2 separate regions of the Mus musculus genome follow, and region 1 is linked to region 2. The links are chromatin contacts, called in public Hi-C maps. All regions are on one chromosome and are shown on one strand. The core of a region is the stretch at or near the end of the contact, and the rest is flanking DNA. Distances in the headings are between cores, read along the strand shown. Region 1 holds the start of D130043K22Rik (RIKEN cDNA D130043K22 gene). Region 2 has its middle 7.9 kb from the start of Cmah.

Region 1 (4,549 bases), core at 797-3,296, 530 kb before region 2:
GGCATACAGGCACACTCGCACACAAATCAAAACCAAAACCAAAAGCAACAGCATCCCTCTGTATTTCCAAAGCTGGCCTCCAACACTAGGGTTTGAGCAATCCTTCACAGCTCAGCACGTGCAAATTCTATTTTTATTTTAATTCCTATAGAAATTCCACTGAGTAGGCCTTACTATTTTCTCTATTTTACAGATGAGAACAATGGGGCTTAGAGGTTATAGTTTCCTTAATATGAGGGGAGGTCGCCTCTAACAGCTGAACCACAACCCTAAGCAGACCATCTTTTCCCATCAGGCTATTTGTCACCCAACACTGTACATGCGCGCGCGCGCGCGCGGACACACACACACACACACACTCCAACCCCTGCCCCAAACAGACATCCTTATTTCCACAAATTGGTTTTAAAAGGAAAGGCTGTCTGTTGGGGGTGAGGGGCACTTAAGTCAAGAACAAACCTTAAACATACTTCTTACTTTATAACTCACCAAAGCTCTCCTTCAGCTCTCTAAACCGTGAGGATGAGAGCTCAGTGACCGTTACCTTTCTGAAAGGACACGCATCCCTGCCTCGGCATTTTACCCAGCAGCGGTGTGCTGTCTGTTCCTGTTACCGGAGGTTCTAAAAATTCCTGCTGCAGGCTTTTGTTTGTTTGTCTTGTTTCTTGTTTTATCTCCTGTTCAGTTTGCAGAGAATTCAGCTTTCTCAGTGAGTTCTAAGTTTGGAACTGAACTGAAATCTCTACTTTGCCCCATCTGCATTAGAAGTAACTAAAATCATGAGCATGAAATAAAAATGTACATGTGACACAACTTCAGTCTCTCTGAGGAACTTTCCCAGGCGCCGTGCATTTCAGGAATAAATTAATACACACATCCACCTTGAACATTTTTGTGGTTTTTAGGAAATGTGATCTACACTTTTTTCCATTATTAACACAAATGCCACTCAACTTTTCTGCTCAAGCACTAGGAAAAATATCAACATCTAACTCACAAACGAAAATGTTCAGTAAAGCCAGCAATAAAGATGAGCGTGAATATGCTCCGGCTTGCTTGCTCCCTTCAGACAATTATGAAAACAAATGGTGTTGAGAACGATGACTAGCGATTGCAGCTTTGTGATCCTGATAAATCTGTGCCATTCCTTGGAGAGAATTCAAAGAGCAGGAAGAAAAGCCTTTATACAGCGCTAAGCTTCTGGTGACGGTAAAGAGAGGAGATGAATGCATTTGGTAAGTGGTAGCGAGGTCCACGACAACAGCACTAAACGAAATTTAAAGGTAATTCTTCAGTCTAAAGCATGCAATTTGCGAGGTTGGAAAGATCCCCAAATCTCCCGCCTCCACGAAACAGGGAAACCATCAAATCATGCAACTATCTAGGATTGCTTTTCCTAGGTGTCCAGAAGAAGCCTTAGAAGTCCCCCTCTTGGCTTTTTTTTTTTTTTTTTTTTTTTTTTTTTTTTTCTGACACCACCTACCTGCTTGCTGTCGTCGTTGCTGACAGTTGGCCAGCTGGGCTGGGAGATGGGATTCTGCACCTGAGGTGGCTGCTGAAGCTAAACACTGCAAGCTCACTGGAGCTTCGTTCAACACCCCATCACCCAGTCTCATAAACACACTCATATCCTGCATCCCTAGGCAGAGGTAAGGAGGAATCCCAACTACACCCTAGCTAGAAATCCGGGGACCTGGAGTCCAGATTAAAAGCCTCTGACTAAGATACGAAATGCATTTAGCAAATGCCAGTTCTGAATGAACTTTAAAGAAACCGATTCTTAGGTTTAAGGTTAGCTGCCCAAGTCTCCCTGACTCCACCCTGCTGAGAACCCATCGATCCAAACAGGAACGCAGGCAGCTGAGTGCGGCTCTTACCTCCATCCCCAGCGATCTCCAGGCTCCGCGGTACTCCAGACTGGCCAGCCGCTGATGTCCAGTTGAGACACCTGCGAGGCACACCTGCAGGCGACACCTGCCCACCCCTGCGGCTGCACAGACAGACGCTGCGAGCCCGCGCTGGTGATTCAGCGCCTTTCTGCCTCCCGGGTTACCAGGGCGACGCATACGCACGCGCACACACGCCCCTAGGGATGGCCTGCGCCGCAGCCCGCACTGCCCCGCTAAGCAGAGGGGCCTCCGTTGCTTCCCTGCTCTGGTCCCTCGCCCACCCCTTTCCTGCCATGGTTCTGAACTGTTGAGGGGATAGACAGGTCGTCTAGAAAAATGCTCCACCCGGGGAAGCAAGCACTGCTTGGCTCAGACTACTCCAAGTCAAGTCACCTGGCCATTCAAGTCTTGTTTCCAGCCAAGCCTTTTTGCAAGACCCCCAACCCCATAACTAATCTGCTTGGTTTCAAGTGCTGCTTTCAAATCAAGGATGGTAAACTGGGCCTAGGTCGTCACAGAGCAACTCTACTTTGCAGGTTAAATGGGTGCCAAGTGCATTTCAACATTTGTGTCTTGTAGTGAGAATCTTGAGTCAGAGGAAATTCTAAGTCAGTGGAACACTGTTCCTTGTATTTTTAGTTTTGTAATAAGGACAAGAAAGTGTCTAGGAACTGGCATTAAGGGGCAGAAAGGACGGGCAGAGTATTCTTTATACATCCACGGTGGCTTAATGACTGAGTCGCACACCAGTATAAGCCTGCACTGTCATCTTTGTGGAGAAACATCAGACAGGTTACAAATGTTACTAAATGTCTCCTGTTAGAAAATGGAGATGACCCAAGAACAGAAGTCCACCCTAGGACTCATGAGGCTGAAGCAAGAGCTTCACGATTTCAAACAATAACACTCTTTCAAACAATAAATTAAAAAGCCAGATACAGTTACCAGGCCAGCCCAGGCTACTTAATGAGGCTTTTCTCTTAAGGGGAGGGGCAGTGAGATGGCTCAGCCAGTAGTAGAGGGACTTACTTTACCAAGGCTGATGACTTGAGTTAGATCTACCAGAAGACCCACATAAAATTGGAAATGACTCCACAAACTGCCCTCTGGCCTCCTCATGTGTACTTACAAACACCATACATGTAAAAGCATCATATAGGATGAACACGTTAACTAATGGAGATAAAGAGCCACTAAGGAGGTAAAGAGAATAAGCTATAAAACGGAGAAGGCCCGGGCCTTTAATCCCAGTCCTACAGTTGTAGAGGCAGCTACATCTCAAAGCCAACATGGTTTACAGAGGGAGTTCCAGGACAGCCAAGGCTACAGAGAAACCATGTTTCAAAAAAACCAAAATAGAAGACTGAGAATAAAAATAAGCATGGACTAAAAAGGGGGAAAAATCATTAATTCAGTCACTAAATGGGCTCAGAGGGCAAACACCAAACCTCACTGTAGGAAGACATTTCCTTCTCTCATGGTACATATTAATGATAGCTAGAGAAAAGATGCAGGCAGTGAAGAGATACAGAAGGCATGAGTCACAAGATGAGAATAGTTAAATCAGTGTACAACTCTCCCAGCCCTCATATAGGAGCAAAAGACAGTCATCAGAGGTCCGAATGGAGATAAACAACTACACATCCCTACAGACTAGAAAATGTGAACTTACCTTCAACTTTCCCCCTCCAAAACAACCAAACTGCTTACCACGAGAAAGAAAATCAGCTTACCTCTCCTCTGTCCGTCATCAGTGTGATGAACAAAATGCCAGTCTCCTTCAGACTGATGTGAAACTACCTCTCTGGTACTCAGTGGACCCTAGCCCCTTTTTTATCAGACAGGGTTAAAGAGAAATGATTCAAGCGTTTGTAGATTTTTTCCCCCCTGACTGTTCACTTCTATGTTATCTGAGAAATTTTGCACAATAACAACATGGTACTATTTTTGGAGGAATAAAGTTCAAGGTTAAAATACACTGCACACTCCACATGGATGGCAAAAACTGCTATGAGGCAGGGTCACTAAATCTTCAGCCTCATGATATAGTTCAATGGCAGACTATTTGCTATCAATTTAAGCGTAGCAATTCACCAAAGGTAGAGATATTGTTTTCTGTTCAGAAAAAAAAAAAAACAAGAAAACCCCTCAAGATATTACAAATTGGGCTGGAGAGATGGCTCAGTGCTTAAGAGCACTGGCTGCTCTTCTGGAGGTCCTGAGTTCAATTCTCAGCAACGTTACATAGTAGCTCATAACCATCTATAATGGGATCCAATGCCCTCTTCTGGTGTGTCTGAAGACAGCTAGAGTGTACTCATATACACTAAATAAATAAATCTTTAAAAAAAAAGGTATTACAAAATACTAGGTTCTTACATCTTTCAGTTTGCCCATTAAAGACTATAGTGGCTTATGTTCCCTTTCTCCTTTTTGTATTTTCGAGACAGGGTTTCTCTGTGTAGCTATGGCTGTCCTGGAACTCACTTTGTAGACCAGGCTGGCCTCGAACTCAAAAAATCTGCCTGCCTCTGCCTCCCAAGTGCTGGGATTAAAGACGTGCACCACCACGCCCGGCTTCTCCTAACTTATATTTTGTCCTAAGTGTTAAACAAGGAAAGTATTTTATGTAGACACATAAACGAAATTGTACTTTCATG
Region 2 (4,402 bases), core at 1,631-4,130:
CCAGGCATGAACACATCATGATCCTCCTGTCTCCGTCTCCTGAGTAACTGGGACTACACGCCAGAGCTACCAGGCCCGGTTAAATGATTTTTAAATGAAACCTCTGAACTAAGTCGCTTAAGTGACATTTTAATGATATTCAGCCTCATCTCTGGGAAGTACCAGACCCTCCCAGCGTGCACAGTGGAGCTTCTGCTTCCACGTCTGATGCTTAACCTTGCTTGTGGTTGCTAAGGTTACCAAATGGAAAACAATGAAAACACTACATTGAGCTCACAAGGTACCAAGGAAACTATTCAGTAGATTAAGGGACTTGCTGCCAAGCCCAAAGACTAGAGTAGGACATGATGAATGAAAAACATGCAAAAGAACTCCTACAAGTTGTCCTCTGACCTTCATATGTGGACCATGTCATGTGTGCATCCACACACATGCACACAAAGTAAATAAATGTAAGGTTTTTTAAGTCTACAAGGAGGCTCTGATGTCTGTGTTTAGACTGTTGTTCCAAAACAAACACTGTTTTTTGTTTTGTTTTGTTTGTTTTGTTTCGTATTTCAGATGAAGAGATAATAACGTTTGCAAAACCAGGTTTGTAGGAAGGAGCCTGTCTTTCCAGCCTCTGAGGAGACGGAGGCAGGAGGATCATTTGAGCAGTTTGAGACTAGCTTGAGTAACAGTTAGACCCAGTTCAAACATTTTTCATTGACCAGGGATAGTGAAAGGATTGCTCAACAGTTAAGAACACTGGCTGCTCTCCTAAAAGACCCAGGTTCTATTCCCCTCACCCAATTTCTAGGGGATATGGCGCCATCTTCCATCCTTTTTAAGTACCAGGCATACATGTGGGACACAAACATTACATGCAGACAAAAGAGCCATACACATATAATTTTTTTAACGTTAGCATTTAATTAACCCCCACCCCTTGGTCACTTTAAGCCATCAGAACACAGGCACCTCCAACACCCTTCATCTTCTCTTCAGCTCTTCTGCTGAAGAATTTGGTCTTCGTGATGACAGGTTGCTCAGGGAGCTTTTCCTTCCCCAGAACTTTGTAGTAGCATGATTGGAACAACATCAGTGACGAGAGCAGCTCCAGTCTTGTTTATTGCAGCATTGACCCGTGTGTGCTCGCTGACCAGTGTCTAAAATTCATCCAAGTTGACAGTTGGTCAGAAATTCTGGTTCCTCTTCAAGCAGTAATGCCCCATGCCAATGTTCCCAAAGTAGCCTGAATGATATTTGTCAAAGTTGATCCTGTGGTGATGCCTGCCTCCAGCATTCCTCGGCCTCCTGGATGCTTGCGGTGCTTACCGATGTGGCCGTGGCCGTGGCTCACATGGCCCTGGAGTTTTGAGGCCTTCCTCAGTCTAAATGGCATGGCGGTGGCAGAAAGGAGAGAGGGCCACATATAATTCTTAATGAAATGAAGTTTGCAAGTGCAGGCACCTGACACTGAAGCAAACCTGGCATTGCCACCAATGATGGGCAGTAGACTGCACATCATGGTGCTAGAGGAAGCGTTTTCTGAACACACATGATTTTCCAAGCCTTCATTTGTTTAAAAAAAGTGTATTTACACTTTGTAGACAGAATCTGGCCTTTAGCTTTATTTTTAAAACAATTGCATTACATTTACTTATTTGTATGGATGGATGCTTGTGACATGGCATAAGTGTGGTGGTCAAAAGACAACTTGTGAGAATCATTTCTTTCTTTCTACGTGTGAGTCCTGGGATTCGAACTAAAAACGTTAGGCTTGGTTGGCAAGTGCCTGTACTTGCTGGACTACCTTGCAGGCCACACATACAAATAAATATATAAACAGAAAACTAATATATATATATATATGTGTGTGTGTGTGTGTGTGTGTGTGTGTGTGTGTGTGTGTGTGTATGTATGTGTGTATGTATATATATATATATATATATACATGTGTGTGTATATATATATATGTATGTGTGTATGTATATATGTGTGTGTGTATATATATATATATATATATATATATCCCTCAGGAACCCTCATTCACTATGGGTAGAATTGCAAACTGGTACAGCCACTTTGAAAATCACTGAGAAGAATTCTCAAAAAGCTAAAAATAAATCTACCATATGACCCAGCTATGCCAGCCTTAGCATATGCCCAAAGGACAGACATCCTACTCCACAGATAGCTGCTCCATTATGTTCACTGCCTCTCTATTCACAATAGCTAGAAAATGGAAACAACCTAAATGTCCATGGACCAAGGACTAGATAATGAAAAAAAATCTAACTAAATTTAAAAAATCAGTTACAACAGTGCAACTGAAAATTTCCCACTGGTTCATAGTTCTCAATTCTGTAATAATCAGAATACTTTTGATATGGTATAATCACACATTTCTACCTTCTCTTTCCTCCCTTCAAATCCTCCCATATACCCCTCCTTGCTTTCCTGCACATTCTTAGCCTCTTTTCCATTAATTGCTGTTACACACATACATGTATATATATAAAAAAACAAGCAGGTTATATTTAGGAATATAATATATTATATCTGTTCATATAGTCATATGTATTCATATATATAATGTTGCCTGTATGTATGTTTTCAGGGCTGTCCTGGTTAGCAGAAAATAGTGGCTAAACCCAGCTCTCTGAGAAGGCTAGGCTGAGGATATGGGTCAGTGGTAGAAGGCTTCTTGATTTCCCAGAAGGGGAATTCTTCTTTTCATTTCTGAATAGGAAGTTTTACAACTTTCACTAACAAGGAAGGAACTTCCATTCCTGCAGACTTGAAATGCATTTGGAGAGCTTTATTCTCACAAGCCACTGGGTGTCAGTCCTGAGCTGTAACGTAGGAAAATGAGCAGCCAGGAAAGTCAGATCTTGTAGTTGATAGACGTCATACGTAGGTGGTTAGGACTGCGGTTGCTTCCCTCCTTTGGAAGCTTACATGGCCTTAGGGAGGAGGCATTTAAGTAGTTCCAGTTCAGGAGCCACTGGGCCCAATTTCTGAAGCAACAGGGACTTTATCAATAGGGACTTTCCTTCCACCTCCTAGAGCAACCAAAGGCAATCTTTCTACCTCTCCCTCCTGAATGGTGTGGTCACAGACCTGCAAGACCATGCCTGGCCACGGAGCAATCAAAGGCCATAGCAATTGGCTGTATGTTTTGGGATTCTTTTGCACAACCTTGATTAGCACACAACTCAAAAGAGGGCTTTTCATGCCCAGTGTTGGTGATTTGTTATACAGTATTTGTCAGTCAACCCAGGACTACCTGCCCAAGGGTGGTACCACCCACAGTGAGCTGGGCCTGTCCGCATCAATCATAATAAGAAATTTCCCACCGCCTTGCTTACTGGCTAATCTGGTGGATGTAGTTCCTCAGGTGAAGTTTCCTTTGCTTAAGCAATTCTACCGTGTATCAGCCAGCATAAGGTATGTGGTGGTTTAAATTGGAGTGCCTCCCATAAACTCATATGTTTGAATGCTTGGCCCAAAGGGAGTGGCACTATTAGGAAGTATGGCCTTGTTGCAGAAAGTATGTCACTGTGAGGCGGGCTTTGAGGTCTCATATGCTCAAGCTAGGCCTAGTTGGGCTTTTACTTCTGCCTGCCAATCAAGACACAGAACTCTCAGCTCCTTCTCCAGCACAATGTCTGCCTGCATGCTGCTATGTTTCTCAGCATGGCAATAACATATTAAACCTCTGAAGCTGTAAGCCAGCCTCAATTAAATGTTTTCCTTTATAAGAGTATCCGTGGTCATGGTGTCTGTTTACAGCAATAGAAACCCTAATGAAGACAGGGTACTTCCTGCTGCAAAAGCATCCTTTCTTTCTTTTTTTTTTTTTTCAGGATTTTTTTTATTAGGTATTTTCTTCATTTACATTTCCAATGCTATTCCAAAAGTCTCCCATACCCTCCCCCTCACTCCCCTACCCACCCACTCCCACTTCTTGGCCCTGGCATTCCCCTGTACTGAGCCATATAAAGTTTGCAAGACCGATGGGCCTCTCTTTCCAATGATCTTTTTCTACACCAGTTATCACCAAGGCAACATTCTGCAAGTGATGACAGGCCTTCCCAGTATCCCAGTAAGCCCAGCTTACTCTTCCCACTGTTTGGTGTTAGGGCTGATGGGCTATGACACACTGTTGGGCTGCATCTCAGGCAGTACCCAGAGTGATTCTTATGTTCTGGAATAGGGGGAAACGTCACTGTGCAACTGAACTTGACAAATGACACACAGTCAACTGTTTTGAACATAAACAAAGGAAACAAAAGCAGAACCGAGGTTAGAAATGCCTGTGAGAAGCCCTGCATAGTGACTCTGCCTCTCTAACCCCAGCACTCAGGACATAAAGGTGGAGATATCAGAACCTCGATGCTAGCCATGACTACATGAG

What was found. Hi-C and Micro-C count contacts between places; a contact is called where the count stands out from the background.
Region 1: a contact with region 2 is called in a Hi-C map of short-term hematopoietic stem cells, with 6 times the contacts expected there. The contact joins the promoter of D130043K22Rik here to the enhancer-like site in region 2. A contact is called at or near these places in 4 of 39 promoter capture datasets (hematopoietic stem and progenitor cells, liver, neutrophils and 1 more), 2 of 484 Hi-C or Micro-C datasets (liver and short-term hematopoietic stem cells) and 2 of 9 other capture datasets (adipose tissue and liver).

What each region holds. Positions count from the first base shown.
Region 1 is chr13:24,842,628-24,847,176 of GRCm38.p6, reverse strand. D130043K22Rik (RIKEN cDNA D130043K22 gene) reads right to left here and starts at 2,046. Exons shown (of 21, transcript NM_001081051.2): 1 at 1,878-2,046.
Region 2 is chr13:24,317,284-24,321,685 of GRCm38.p6, reverse strand. It overlaps the pseudogene Gm11341. Among named protein-coding and RNA genes, the nearest start is that of Cmah, 7.9 kb to the left of the region's middle. Within about 2 kb of position 2,880, at least 9 of the 459 cell types and tissues checked have an H3K27ac peak or open chromatin away from gene starts, as enhancers often do. A contact at or near this core is called in short-term hematopoietic stem cells, where this site is marked.